Linked DNA regions of Mus musculus: region 2 is linked to region 1. A link is a contact called in public Hi-C data. All regions are on one chromosome and are shown on one strand. The core of a region is the stretch at or near the end of the contact, and the rest is flanking DNA. Distances in the headings are between cores, read along the strand shown.

The links. A called contact is a pair of places that touch in the nucleus more often than the background predicts.
Region 2: a Hi-C map of bone marrow-derived macrophages shows a contact between it and region 1, with 61 read pairs. The contact joins two enhancer-like sites. A contact is called at or near these places in 8 of 484 Hi-C or Micro-C datasets (the AML12 cell line, the HPC-5 cell line, bone marrow-derived macrophages and 4 more), 5 of 115 datasets of contacts at active chromatin or transcription factors (bone marrow-derived dendritic cells, embryonic stem cells, microglia and 1 more) and 1 of 9 other capture datasets (bone marrow-derived macrophages).

The regions. Positions count from the first base shown.
Region 1 is chr10:87,693,842-87,700,633 of GRCm38.p6, reverse strand. No RefSeq gene overlaps it. Among named protein-coding and RNA genes, the nearest start is that of Gm30073, 100 kb to the left of the region's middle. Within about 2 kb of position 4,378, at least 9 of the 459 cell types and tissues checked have an H3K27ac peak or open chromatin away from gene starts, as enhancers often do. A contact at or near this core is called in bone marrow-derived macrophages, where this site is marked.
Region 2 is chr10:87,833,358-87,841,027 of GRCm38.p6, reverse strand. All of the region lies in intron 1 of Igf1os (a long non-coding RNA gene), which reads left to right. Among named protein-coding and RNA genes, the nearest start is that of n-TKctt21, 7.2 kb to the right of the region's middle. Within about 2 kb of position 1,352, at least 4 of the 459 cell types and tissues checked have an H3K27ac peak or open chromatin away from gene starts, as enhancers often do. A contact at or near this core is called in bone marrow-derived macrophages, where this site is marked.

The sequences.
Region 1 (6,792 bases), core at 3,129-5,628:
CATCATGACCAAGAAGCAAGTTGGGGAGGAAAGGGTTTATTCAGCTTACACTTCCATACTGCTGTTCATCACCAAGGAAGTCAGGACTGGAACTCAAGCAGGTCAGAAAGCAGGAGCTGATGCAGAGGCCATGGAGGGATGCTACTTACTGGCTTGCTTCCTCTGGCTTGCTCAGCTTGCTTTGTTATAGAACCCAAGATTACCAGCCCAGAGATGGCACCACCCACAAGGGGACCTCCCCTCTTGATCACTAATTGAGAAAATGCCTTACAGTTGTATCTCATGGAGGCATTTCCCCAACTGAAGCTCCTTTCTCTGTGATAACTCCAGCCCGTGTCAGTCAAGTTGACACAAAACCAGCCAGTACACACCTCTTCTGTGAACAAATGCTCAGGACAATGACTGATTTTTTTTCCTCCTTTCTAATGTCTCATCTTAAAAAAAAAAATTCCACCTAAGCAAAGGGCTTCATGCAAGTTTTACATGGAAGTATTCAAAAGAAAGTAATTGTATGTGTAAAAATATCCTGTGAAATTTGAAGTCATTAGTGGAACATTTGATAGAGAGCAATAAGGTGCAACGCTGATCTCAAACTTGAAGCCTAGAGAGAACCCAAATCCTGTATGAGGTTATCCAGTAGCTGGAGAGTCGAGGGAGAGGACATGCTTTTGGCAATTTGTAACCTGGGGAAGGGTGTTTAGCTTCTCTGGACAGCAGATTCCGTGTCTTAAGTAAGCTTTGCCATAATAATACTAAGTACACGTTTGTGGCACGAAGAGGAGTCATGTTCATTGATAAAAGCTCTCTTAACCAATGCCTGGCTGATGATGAGCCCTTGTATTTCCCCAAGTCCATCCAGTGAGGGAGGTGTCAGAGACATGACTCTCCCTCTCAGGCCTGGTTTCCAAGTGCACTTAAATAATGCCCCCAACAGATGATTACAGATGCTATCAGCCAATTACTCTCTGAGTCCCACTGAGAGGGTTTGCTTCTAGGATCTACATATTTTCATAGACATTTCCTATACCATTCTCTTCTGGTTCTGGCCCACTAATTCTTTATGTGGAAAAACTTTTTATAAGTTTCTAAGCAACAACATTGGACCTAAATTAAAACCAAGTGTCTGAATTGATGGTGTATGTCCTTTGAAAAATATATTCTTTTATGGTATTAACATTATTGAAAAATTTGGTACTTGGTGTTAAAATTAAAATCTAATAATGTATTATACGTTTTATATTATATGTTATGGATTATATATAATTATATGTTGTATGATATATATTTATACATAACAATATATTGTATAATATATATCTATGTATAATTATATATAATATGCTATATTATATATTATATAAGATGTAATATAACATATTATATATAAATAGGACTTTTTTAGATGAAAAGTCAAAACAGAATTACTAAAATATAAAAACAATGAAACGGAGCTGTTAAACTAGACTGTGCTGATATAGATACTGACTGTCTGAAAGTGCCATGGTTACAAGGCATATTTATCATGCATTTAAAAAAATTAAACCACCATAGAAAGACACATGATCTAGCATCTAGACCACAGAGAGGCAGAAAAAAAAAGGCTTTTCTCCTTCAAATGTTACATTTAAGGAACAAGGCTAACCAGGGGAGTTTTATCCTGAGTAGTGGAAATAGGGTCCACATACTCTTCTAGCAATGCTTGGCTGAGGGGCTTGGATGGGGGTACCAGAGATTAGGTATTCTCTGAGAATGTATTCTGAGAAAAAGCATGTCATTCAGAGAGGTCACCAGGAAATCAGTTCCCAAGGAGGGCCCTTGCCTTTGAAATACTCTCTCACTCCTGCACTAACAAAGCCCCAGTTCAAGGAACCTCAAAGGATGGCAGTGAGCAGCTGGTTTGGACTGGCCAGCTTTGATGGCTCGGGTGTTTGAACTGCAATAAGGGTTAAGACAGTCTATTTCAGTTTAATTGTTGTGTATCCGCTCAGGATTCCTCTCAAGGAAAAACTGGCTTCATCCTGTGGGAATTTGACATTTCTCAATGAGTGTTTTGGGGGTTTAGGCAAAATAAAAATCAGGTTTTTTTTTTTTCAGGAGTCTGCAAGAATCCATTTGATAACTGAGGGCTCCTGTGGCCCATCAGTTTGTATGGCATGCCTTCAGCTTCACATTGTCATGCCTTAGAATTTTTGTATTCTGGAAGGTTCCTCAAAATCTTCCCAAGCTATTAATCAGCTCTGTTTCCAAAGAGTCCCTGTTTTCAGCCTTCCCAAATCAGCCTTCCCAAATCTAAGGGATGGATTCTCACCTTTGTTTGGTTAGAGGTACCAATGCCTTCTGGACATGGTTTCATTTTAAAGGGCTGAGGGTACTTTTTTTTTTTTTATATATAGAATTTTCCTAATTTTAGCTATCCTCAAAGAGAATTAATTTTCTTCCTTAATAGAACACTTTCCTTCTGGGTTAAGTGATAGGATGTGAATGTTTGTTATAGGGCTATTGGCCATCATCCTTTATGATGGGCAGAGAAAATGCCCCCATCGCCCCATCTTCATCCCAACAGTAAAAGTGGGACATATACGTGAAGAGAAAAAAAGTTTACATCTCTGAACTTCTAGAATGAACAGATGCAAATATGGGAGTTATATGACAGAAACTGGACTGACTGGTAAGTACTGTTGTTCAGATAGTTTGGGTCATGTGAGTTTGGTAATACAATCATTCACATGTTAGCGAGCTAAATATTTATTGACTCTCAGAGTGAAATAGTTCATGTTAAAGAAACAGATAAAAGAAGAAAAAGAGCTACTTCTTGTGTTTGTAGTAAATTCATCATGAGAACTTCATCTTCCTTGTGTTTGAATTGCAGACTGAGCACAGATATAGGACTCCCTTAAGCCATGTAATATTTTTGTGCCTACATTTCCTAAGAGGACAAACAAGGGTTAAAATAATACATATCTCAGAAGGTGGTTTTAAGGATTAAGTGAAGCAATGTAATTAAGTGTGTGTGTTTATGTATGGTATGTATGTGTTGTGTGTATATGTGTGTAGTGTATGTGGTATGTGTAGTATGTAGTATGTGTATGTGTGTGGTGTTTATGTGGTGTTTGTGTGGTATGTGTATATGTGTGTTTATGTGGTGTATATGTAGTATGTGTGTGGTGTATGTGGTGTGTTTATGTAGTATATGTATGTTGTGGTATTTATATGGTGTTTGTGTGGTATGTGTATGTGTGTTTATGTGGTGTGTATGTAGTATGGGTAGGTGTGTGTGTGCATGTGTGTGTTGTGTGTATTGTTGTATGAGTGCTGCATGTACATGTTTATGTGGACGTATATATGCAAATGTTTCTAGGCAAGTGAGCTACATCCAACTGAGCTACATATTCAACTTTAAAACACAATTTTAAATTTATCATGGGCAATATGCTATTTCAAAATAGAGACAAATGGGGCTGTCAGGATATAACTAATCCTCCTGCCTGTCCTCCTTTTCCTCCTTCCCCACTTCTACTCTAACAAAGCCCCACATCAGAAGACTAAATGCCCTGCTTTTGTGTGTCTCTAAGTCATTTCTACCCTTACTTTCATTTGATATTTCTTCAAGGATCTAATGGCATTCTAAGGAAGCTTAACAAAGAGGATTTTTTTTCCTAGCTATGCTGAGAACTTTATAAATTAGTAAAAAAAAAATGGTTCCCTCATTGAGGATACATCCTTATACTGACAGCTGTGATGAGTCTTGAAAATGGAACCACCATTTTTTAAAAAAAGAAGAAGAAAGAAAGAAATCTTCCTTCCAGAAACCATGGGTCTTGGCTGGACTGCATGGTTGGTAACTGCACATCTTAACTCACACATACCCTTGGGGGGCGGGGCAATTCTGGCTGATGAGACCAGGCCATCTGTTATAAATAGCCAGTGGAGTCATGCTCTGGTGTCATTGCTCTTGTTCCACTTCTTACTGCTTTTGCCTTTGACGTTTTATGTCTAGTTTCCACGGGGACAATGCAGAGGGGCTGGAGGAAGTCACAAGACTCGTTGGGCCAATGTCTTCAAGGGTTATGTCATTTTCTTTAAAAGTAGCACTTTTTCCATTGAGAGCTTACTTCATGACTCTCACTAGAAGCTTTTAAATACATTCTGTAAGAATCAGCCTCATTTTACAGATGAGGAACCTGAGGCTGATGGAGTTCAGTTGTAAGAAGCAAGTCCAGTCCTGGATGCTTGGGTCTCTCTGACTCCAGAATCAGTATTTCTAGCAACAATAATCTCTGGGAGCAGCAAGGAAAACTCAGCTAAGTCCCTCCCATCACAGGGGACATAGCTCCAGTCATGGAGGATGAACGGAGAAAAAACTGACTTCCCCTTTAAGAAGTAGATCATGAATTCTTAGATGCTAAGCAATACCATCTCCTGTCCTGGGTCCTGGGACGCTCGTGGGTGGAGGAGCTTGCGATTCCTGGCTCTGGGACTGAAGTCAGTAAGTAGACACCTAGATGCTTCTGAATAAGTAGCTATACTCTGTTAGAAATCCTTCACTCATCAAGTAATGCTACATATGCGCTAGGGAAATGGTCAGAGACAGGGTTCTAATCCAAGCATTCTGGATCACTGTTATCTTGATTCCTTTTCGTCTCACTATTTGGGAATATGTTCTGCTGAAGAAGCAGGCATCCAGTTGTAGACTGTTAAAACGATGCTAGCTTCCTAACTTCAGAGAGCCACAGAGGTTCCTAAGAAAAGCCATCATGGCGTTGGTATCTGGTATCATATCTCACAGCAGTTTTCCTAGGACTGGCTGCAGGACCTAGCAGTGAGACCTCCCCACAATAAAGGGGTTCTGACAGGTGTTGGGTGATGTGAAGTAGTTAAGACAAGAGTTAGCTCCCTCAGGCAGTGAGGACACGGCTCATGGTGGCTCATGAACAAGTCACACACAGCCACTCCTTTGACTGAACCGTCTCTCTGGTCCAGGGAGCATGCGTACTGAATATAAAGTCCTCATTGGCTCAGCCCATCAGATACTCAAAACTGACCAATCCCAATAAAGATTATTTCAGTGTCCATCCAATTCCCACCATAGGAATCCCCGAGGCAAGACAAAGTGATGGTGTTTCTCCCTTCGAGCCCTTCCTACTCTCAGGAGTCCCTTCTACTCTGTCTTGCTAAATCTACTAAATCTTACTAAATCACTACTGTCCCACGTTATACCAGTTCTTCTAGAACATGAGACAACGACAGGCTCCGGGTGACTTTGGTAGCCAGTGATTGTCTGGCACCCTAGCTCCTACGAAGCCATGAAAAGTTTCTTGGTCTCCAAAATGCCACACTAGTAGGAAAGGGATAAAGTGTAGTGTGTGTGTGTGTGTGTGTGTGTGTGTGTTAACCACATCAGACTCTATCTTAATATGGAGCTAGATCCCAGCATTCATCTGATAGCAGCCTAATGAGTCTCTCAGCACTGTCTCTCTTTGGTTTTCTTTCGAGGTTCTGACTTTAGACTTTTCACTATCTCAAGACCAAATTGACTACATTGGCCATTAGAGGATGATGGCCTTATCTTTCCGCTCAAAGTCATTAATTTGTTTACTAAAAAACTGAGCTAATGTTTCTCCCGAATGAAACAATATGCTCGGCATTGCAAGGCGGGACCACCATGTGCAAGTGGAACATGCATCTGTGGCAGTCCTCCTCTAAATAATACAGACAAGGTCTCTGTTCTTAGAAAACATTCAAGGCTGAAAAGAAGTTGAATGGTACTTGGGAAGAAAAAATAATCATCCAGGAATATGTGACGTTTGAACTTGGTCCTAAGGTGGATAGAGATGGGAACGAGAGAGAACATGAAAGCAAATGTTGGCCGTGTGGACAAGAAGTGGCTTTGAATGCAGTATAGTCCAAGGCAAATCACACTGAGGAAGAGTCCTAGGAAATAAATGTAGAGACATGTCAGACACCGCGTACCAAGGGTTGGTACTTAACTGTGGGAGTTTTATATGAGTAAATGATTGAACAGATTGTTTCAAGTTACTTAGACTGGTCAGAAAATCAGAGAAAGAAAGAAAGAAAGAGAGAGAGGGAGGGAGGGAGGGAGGGAGGAAGGAAGGAAGGAAGGAAGGAAGGAAGGAAGGAAGGAAGGAAGGAAGGGAAGGAAGGAAGGAAAAAAGGAAAGGAAGGAGAAAAGGAAAGGAAGGAAGGAAAAAAGGAAAGGAAGGAAGGAAAAAGGAAAGAAGAGAGAAATGAGGAAGATCCTGCTGAATATTCATTTAACTGTTATTTAGCTTTGATTCAAACTCATAATTCTATGTTTTTATATAACAGCAATAACAAAAAACTGTATACAGTGGGTCAGGCTTATATAACTAGGCAAATTTAATTTACATTTGCAAATTAAAATATTTACAAATTAAAATCCTTTCTTGTGATTTGGCTCAGTCTTCTGTGAATTTTGTGTCATGTTACAACTTTAAACACAATAGGATCATAAGCAACCTACATTTCAGTGCCTAGTAATAGGGAGCAAATGGCAAGCTCTACCCCTACCAACGAGAGTCTTCCAGGTGGTGGTGGTGCAGTGTAAGACCAGAGTTACCTCTCTAAGCTTAGGCAGTCAGAACAGGGCTTATGGTGGGTCACCTGTGATCACAAGTGGGTGTTGGGACCCCCCTGATTCAATGGTGGTGCTTTCTCATTTCCCCTTCACCTTACATTCTACCTACTTGGGCAAAAATGGATTAGTTATTGGTGGCAGTGAGTTTCTCTTGGCCTCCTCTGACAGTTCCTTGA
Region 2 (7,670 bases), core at 103-2,602, 140 kb before region 1:
TTAAGTGTCAAGAAATAATCCAGCTAAAACATGATTGCAAAGCTTTGGGAATACCATCTGCTACCAAATCTACTGTCTTTTTTACTACCCTTCCAGGAACACTGAATTTAAATGTTCAACCTTGATACTTGTCTCAAAGAATTTAAACCTATCAAATTCAATTCAATTCAAATGATGAATAACCATACTAACCTTTTGTTAATGTGTACCAGTATAATTTGGAAGCTATGGCATTAAATATAGAGATTATCATTGCACATTGACTTGATTTTGATAGTTTGATGACTGCTATAGTTTCAGCTATAATCTTTGTTATATTGTTAATGCTCTCAAAGATGTTCATTCTATAGCCTGCAGGCCACACATGATCCAGGAGTGCTATGAATATAGCTCAACACAACATTGTAAATAACTTAAAACACTTTGGACCTCTCTCTCTCTCTCTCTCCCTCTCTCTCTCTCTCTCTCTCTCTCTCTCTCTCTCTCTCTCTCTCTGTGTGTGTGTGTGTGTGTGTGTGTGTGTGTGTGTGTGTGTGTGTGTATGTGTATGGTTCTTGAATAGGAACTTTGTGAATGATAATGTGTTGTAATACCATGCAAAATTAATGTGTATTTGTTCTCACAATCTGTAGACCCAGGGTTGCACACCCATGGTAAATGAGTGGCTGACTGGAGTTGGGATAAGGAAAGAAGAACAAGTTAAAGATCAAGATAAACATATAAATGAGGTCTTGAGGAAGCAGGAATCCAAGGCGCTACATTTCTTCCCTCTGTCTACCTCAGGAAGAGGACTTCCTTTGAAAATGGAAATGGTCCCTGAGAAGGTTGTGAGTCATTGAGAATGTGTGTTCCCCAGCAGACTAATAATGAACTCCTCCTGTCTTGGTGAGATGGTACTGTCTCCCAGTACTTCCAACCTCACCACTGAAAACTGCTTTTAAGACTTATCCAGTCCTGGTATGAGTGTTTGTGCCTAGTCTTATTGCATCTTGCTATGCCATGTTTGGTTGCTATCCCTACTCTTTTGTGAAGGGAAACAGAGGAGCAGTGGGGCTTGGGGGAGAGGGTGTGTGTGTGTGTGTGGAGGGAAGGCTGGTGTTGGGATGTATTGTATGAGAGAAGAATAAATAAGAGGTAAAAGGGAAGATAAAAGACTAATCTCAAAAGGGAGGCTGCAGTCAGAACTGTTACTCAATGCCTTCATAGAGATTAACTTTGCATCATTTAAACCCTCTTTACACTTCATCCAGGAGACCCTCAATATTATCTTATGCATCTTGTAACTTGTTGTAATCTGCACCATCCCCATCCCCACCCTTTTCATTGCATCCTCTGGGACCCATAGTGCACATCATCAGCAAAAATCTCCTACTTCTTCATCTTCTCTTACTTCCCCATTTTGCTCTGAAACCCACATGCTTATTGATTTTATCCACTTGGTGGAATTTACTTTTTTCTTTTTGTATCTTACATGCACAGGGGGCTTGAGAGTACAGATCGGTGTCTTCCTCATTTCCTGTGACTGTTTTCTCACAGTTTAGACCCTATATTAAACTACTCTGGATTGCAAGTGTTGGGGCAGACCACCTTCCTCCCAGGGATGCCCTTATCCACTGTCTTCTCGGTCAGTGCCCACCTTCATTACCTACTCACTGTCTGGACACTGCGTTTCTTTCCATCCGTGTTTCTACTAACATTCTTGGCTACATCAGCATCCATCTACGTCGTCATGTGGCTGAGGATCCTCTCAGCTCCTTTGTCTCCTTGCATTTAGTTTTCTCCTCCACCTGTACCTCACCTTTTAGTCTCCATTCTCTTTCTCTAGAGTCTAATTAAGCCATCCAGCTGCATATGTTCTATCAGTCATATGGAAATCTATCCTCAATCATGCCCATTCTTTACCTCCATTCCGCTTCCCTGATCACTGTCTCCTTGTGGCCTCAGTTGCCAATTTACCAACTTAAATTCCACGAAGCATTCTCATAATTCAGCTCTTGTGTGGATCTACTTTGTTCGTTCCTCCTTTCCCCAATTTTGTCAAAAACAGACACCATCTGAATTTCTTTCATGCTTGCACTTAAGGCAGCTGAAGTCAGAGAAAAACCTAATCTGGCTGAGTGGCTCCACTTTAGAGATATGGCCAGACAGCTCCAGTCTTCATTCAGCACAACTAGTAGAAATCTAAGGGTGCTGGGAATAACATGGAGAGTATTCAGAGAGATGATAAAACCAGATGAAAGGAGACTAGATGGGACTCAGATAAGAGATTAGTAAAACAAACAAACAAACAAAAAAACCAGAATGGATGTTGAAGCCTGGACTATAGAAGTGACCACAGTCATGTGAGCCAATGGGAAAATTCTAGACATATTTTAAGAGGTAAAATGAGCAGGATTTGCAAAGTGCCATTAGCTGGGAAAATTACCACTGCCTGTATCTATGCCTACCAGGTAGAAACTGGAAGAAATGGGTGAAGGTAGTCATTTCTAAATTTAAGATTTTATCCAGAAGGCTTCCTCCGAGAAGATGCAGTAGGAAAGCCTCTCTCTGCCTTGCTAGCCTTTTCCCTTCAACACCCCCAAGACTCATTCCTGATGCTTCACACTTTTCCTAATTTTTTTTGTAGTTCCCATTGTCCTCTTTATATTTATTATCTTCAAGATGAGAGGATAGAGAAAAGAAGATGCCGGCTCCTCTCATCTATAAAAATCCCTGTTTAAGAAAAGAAGTGCAAAGCAAACGGAGGGAAGGGATGTACTAACAACCATTTAAGACATTTCCATTTCCATGTGGAAGGATGAGGCATGTAGGCAACTGGACATAACAGTTTAAGAAGTAGAACTTGGAATTACAGTGGAGGCCATAGCAAAGAGAATAGGCATCGAGAATTGATGAACCTCCAGTTAGGGCCATCTCAAAATTCTCGGAGGAGCAATATGCGCCCTCTCTTCTGCACCCTTATCCTTCTGTATCCATTACTCTTTTATGCCAGTAGCTGACAGTTTATTTTGACCCTTTCCTTATCTATATCTCCTTTTGGATTGCCAGTGCCACAAGACAACGGATGCCTTTGCATATAGTGAGTGAAGTTTCTCTCACACCTTCCATCAGGAGCAGTGATGTGACTCCAGCTTAGAGTGTCAACTGTTTTTTACACTGTTGCCATCAATGATGGCTTAAGTGTGGTCACATAAACTAGTGAAGCCTAGAAGTGTGAGCAAACATGTTGGAGGTCTCCAGGGGCCTGGACTAAAAGCAATGCCAACTCAAATGAAAACAGACAGGAGACAAAAAGAAAGCAGCCAGGTCCTGGTGACTTTATTTAAGACCTTGGACCTCCAATAGATCTTGGATGGGATAAGTTCATGTCTAACACACATGTTAAAATGGTAAACACATTCTGACTTTTCTTTAATTTTGATCAATCTTCCTTAACTTTAATTACCTTCTCTTCCATTTAAAAACAGTAGAATCTGGGCTAATACAAGCTGTAACTGAATGATCTGAATGGAGGAATTCACTTGCACAGAATAGATAATGTACGGCTAGAACAAAAGGAATTATAAATGTATTTAATGAATGCTTGGAAGGCAGATACATTGAGGAAAGGCAGATATTGGAGGAAAGAAATTAAGTTGATAGAAAACAAGGAACCATGCGTAGCAGAAAAGAAGTGAGGCTTGGGAAGATGGTTCAGTGAGATTGCCTGTTCTGCATGCAGGATGATTTGAGTTTCAGTCTCCAGACTCTAAGTTAAAAGCCAGGCATGGCACATGTGACTGGGCAGCCAGACCAGCCCAAACAGTGAACTTCTAGTTAGCGAGTGACCCTGTCTCAAGGCAACAAGGCAGAGGGTGACAGAAGAGTCTACTTTACATTCTGTTCTGGCCTCTGTAGGTATATGCATATGTGTACACATCCATATACTCATGTGCATGGGACACACACACTCAAAAAAGAGAAAGAAGGGGGCTAGCAATATGGAGCTTAAATTAAAAGTGTACAATGAAATTATTCAAGGAACTTGATAAAGGACAAATTACTGGGTTTCATCCCCTGCAGATGTTGGATGGGGTCAGTAAGTTCATGCCTACCAAGTTCCCAGATGATAGTAAGTTTGCACCTTTGAGAACACTGATAATAGATTTTTGAGTAAGGCATAGGTTTATTAGAACTGAAAATGTGGGAAAAGAGTTTATCTGTGTTACATTGAATGGAGGAACATGTGGGCAGCTGGGAAGCAGTGTGGGGCAGACATGGTAGTTCAATCTGTTAACTGAGAGATGAGAGCCAAGAAGCAAGAAAGCCAGCTACAGGGAGTGCCAGCGAAAGCCTTTCTATCCACATGCAGGCTGAGTTTGAGGACACTTATCTGATAGCGTCTGAGAAATGCAGCGAGATCCTGAGAAACACAAGAGAGGAGGAGAACCAGAGGCAAGAGCCGCATGGGGTGGAGAAGAGCAGAGAAAACAAATGAGGTACAGAGGAAGAGGGCACAGAAAGTAAGAGGAGGGATGGATTCTGAAGAGGAACGTCTGTGCATGGAGGAACCCATGTTTTGACTGCTCAGTTCTTTTTCCTTAAAAGAAAACAGGACCCTGTGCATCAAGCAAGGAAGAAAGTATAAGAGGATGAGGTGAAGTGACACTGGGGGACCTTTCCAATAACTGTTCAGAAAGGAGCATCAAGGGAACACTATAGTTGATAATTAAACTAAAGAATAGAGAGACTTCTTTCTGCCAGTGCTCTGCAGCCCTGGTTCAGAAGCAGAGAAGGCTGAGTGGGTTTAGCTATATAAAGTTATAACTATAATACCTCCACTAATGGGTGCTCTGAGAATGGGTGTCTTTACTGTGAAAACAGGACTCTGTAAAACAAAATCATGTCCATAAATCACAGCAGGAGAACATTTGGAGCCTTATGACAAAATTGCCTGGTCTGTAGTTGCTTTTTTGTCTTGTCTACCCTAGATCAACATGTGAAGCCTCCAAAGATCACCTTCTGCCCCAGGTCTCCCTGACCTATTCCAAAGACCTGACATCTCTGTTCACTTCAGCACCTGCCACCTTCCCTTAGCAAACCTGGGGAAGATTTGATGATCAGCATTTTTGCTGTTGATTGCAAATTGCTAGTGTCCCTCATTCATGCGTTTCTCTAGCTAGGATTGGCATCTCTCATGCTTTCCCTCTGGCTATGTAATAGTATTGGAGGGTTTTTGTTGTTGTTGTTTTTGTTTTTGTTTTTTTCCCCTTAAAGGAAACTTGGTGTTGCAGTGATCAGGTTTGTCCTCCAAAGGCTCACGTTCTGGAAGTTTGATTCCCCATGGTATTGAAAGGTAGAAATCTGACTTAGTCAGAGTTTCTATTCCTGCACAAACATCATGACCAAGAAGCAAGTTGGGGAGGAAAGGGTTTATTCAACTTAAACTTCCATGTTGCTTTCATCACCAAAGGAAGTCAGGACTGGAACTCAAGCAGGTCAGGAAGCAGGAGCTGATGCAGAGGCCATGGCGGGATGTTCTTACTGGTTTGCTTCCCCTGGCTTGCTCATCTTGCTTTCTTATAGAACCCAAGACTACCAGCCCAGGGATGGCACCACCCACAAAGGGCTCTCCCCACCTTGATTACTAATTGAAAAAATGCCTTACAGCTGGATCTCATGGAGGCATTTCCTCAACTGAAGCTCCTTTCTCTGTGATAACTCCAGCTTGTGTCAAGTTGACACAAAACCAACCAGTACAAAATCTTTGAGAGGTGGCGCTTTGTGGGATCTGAGCATTAGGTCACCAAAGGAACCATACTTATAAAAGTTTGATGCCCAATTTGAAAGAATAATTTAGGTCTTAAGAGACTTAGTAGGTTCCTGAAGACTAGGTGATTATAAAGCTCAGTTATAATCATATATACATATGATAGATAATTACATATAAAATATAATATATAAGTAATATATAAATATATAATTATATAATATAAATATTTTTATATAAATAATATTCTATAAATACATATATAAAGCTCATTTATGAAGAAAGGCTCATTTTCTCTTTCTCTCTCCCTCCTCCCAACTCTCTCTCTAAAACACACACACACACACACACACACACACACACACACACACACACACGACTTCAACATGTGACACCATCTTTTTGCCATGTTATTGGCTGAGTCAGAAGGCTCTTCCAAAGGGTGACAAGTATGGGGCCACCTGATGTTGAATTTCAACCACTAAAACCAAGCTAACTAAAACTACTTTCTTTAGAAAATGCCAGGCCTTGGGCATTTTGCTATAGAAACAAATGGATGGTGAGAGGTGTCAATTTAAAGGTGGAAAAAAAATGAAGGTAATGGAGATTGGGAATCTCATCTGACATGATTCACAGGCCTGGGAGGCATCTGACATGTTAAGTAGTTCAAAACCAATGTGCTAGTGTCTGCAATACCCTTCTATCTTTCTCTTTAAGTGACATAGAGTGATAAGCTAAGAGAAGGTGCCAGGAACCTGAGGATGGAACTCTCTTGACTTACAAACCTCCCATTAGGTCCCACCCTCCTATACTGCACTAGGAATTAAGTTTGCAATGCATAAGTCCTGAAAGACAAGTTCAGAAATACAAAGAGTTTATCTGAAAGGTGATTCCAAGTAACCCTAGTAAAGAAAAGAAAGAAAGAGGGAGATAAAGACACAGGAGGATATATTAATGAGACATTTTTGTTATGATAATATGAGACTCAATGCCACTGGACACATTTGAGAGATGGTACAGAATTGTCTGGCCAAACAACAAACTGGGTCATTTATTCATCATGTGTATATGCCAATGAGTGAGGGCTGCTCTTGGGAATGTCCAGTCCTCAACAATTCTGATCTGCCCTGTGGATAGTTTAGACCATGTCTTTACTGTTGGAGAAATCTCCCAGACAGAGTGGCACACATGTCTATGATGGAAAACTGTAAGTGACTGAGCAAGGGGAGCATCAAAAGAAAACCTACCATAGTAACTTGTCAGTATCTTTCAGAAAAATTAAAGCACCAGTTCTTCCATGCAGTAATCTCACACTTTTATATAAACTTATGTGCTTGATAAACACGCATGCACACAAGACTATTCCTTGCCATATTAGCTCAGTAAGTAAATATTGTATATGGCCTCAGCATTTATTAGGATAGCAATTTTAATTTTCTTCAGGTTTATTGACAATATGGCATAACAGATTAAACAGCTCCACGTGGTGTTTTGAAATTCATCCCAATCATAGGCTGAGTGACCTGAAGGTTAGAGAGACTGCCAAAGCCCAGAAGCTTCTCCATGCTCCAACAGCAAAATAATCTACAGCATATTAAGTTTTAAGAAGCAGAATGCACAATGTTTTGAATAGAGCAGCGAGATGCCATATATGGAATACATATTTACATACACTTTCACATATGCATAAGATCTCACTGTAAAGATCAAGAAGTTCTTATAGGAGGACCAGCAGTCTCAATTAGTCTGGACCCCTGAGATCTCTCAAACACTGGGCCACCAAACAGATAGCATACACCAGCTGATATGAGGCCCCCAGTGCACATACAGTAGAGAACTTCCAGGTCTGTGTTCATTCAGAGAGGATGCACATAACCCTCAAGGGACTGGAGGCCCCAAGGGAGTTTAGAGGTCAGGTGGG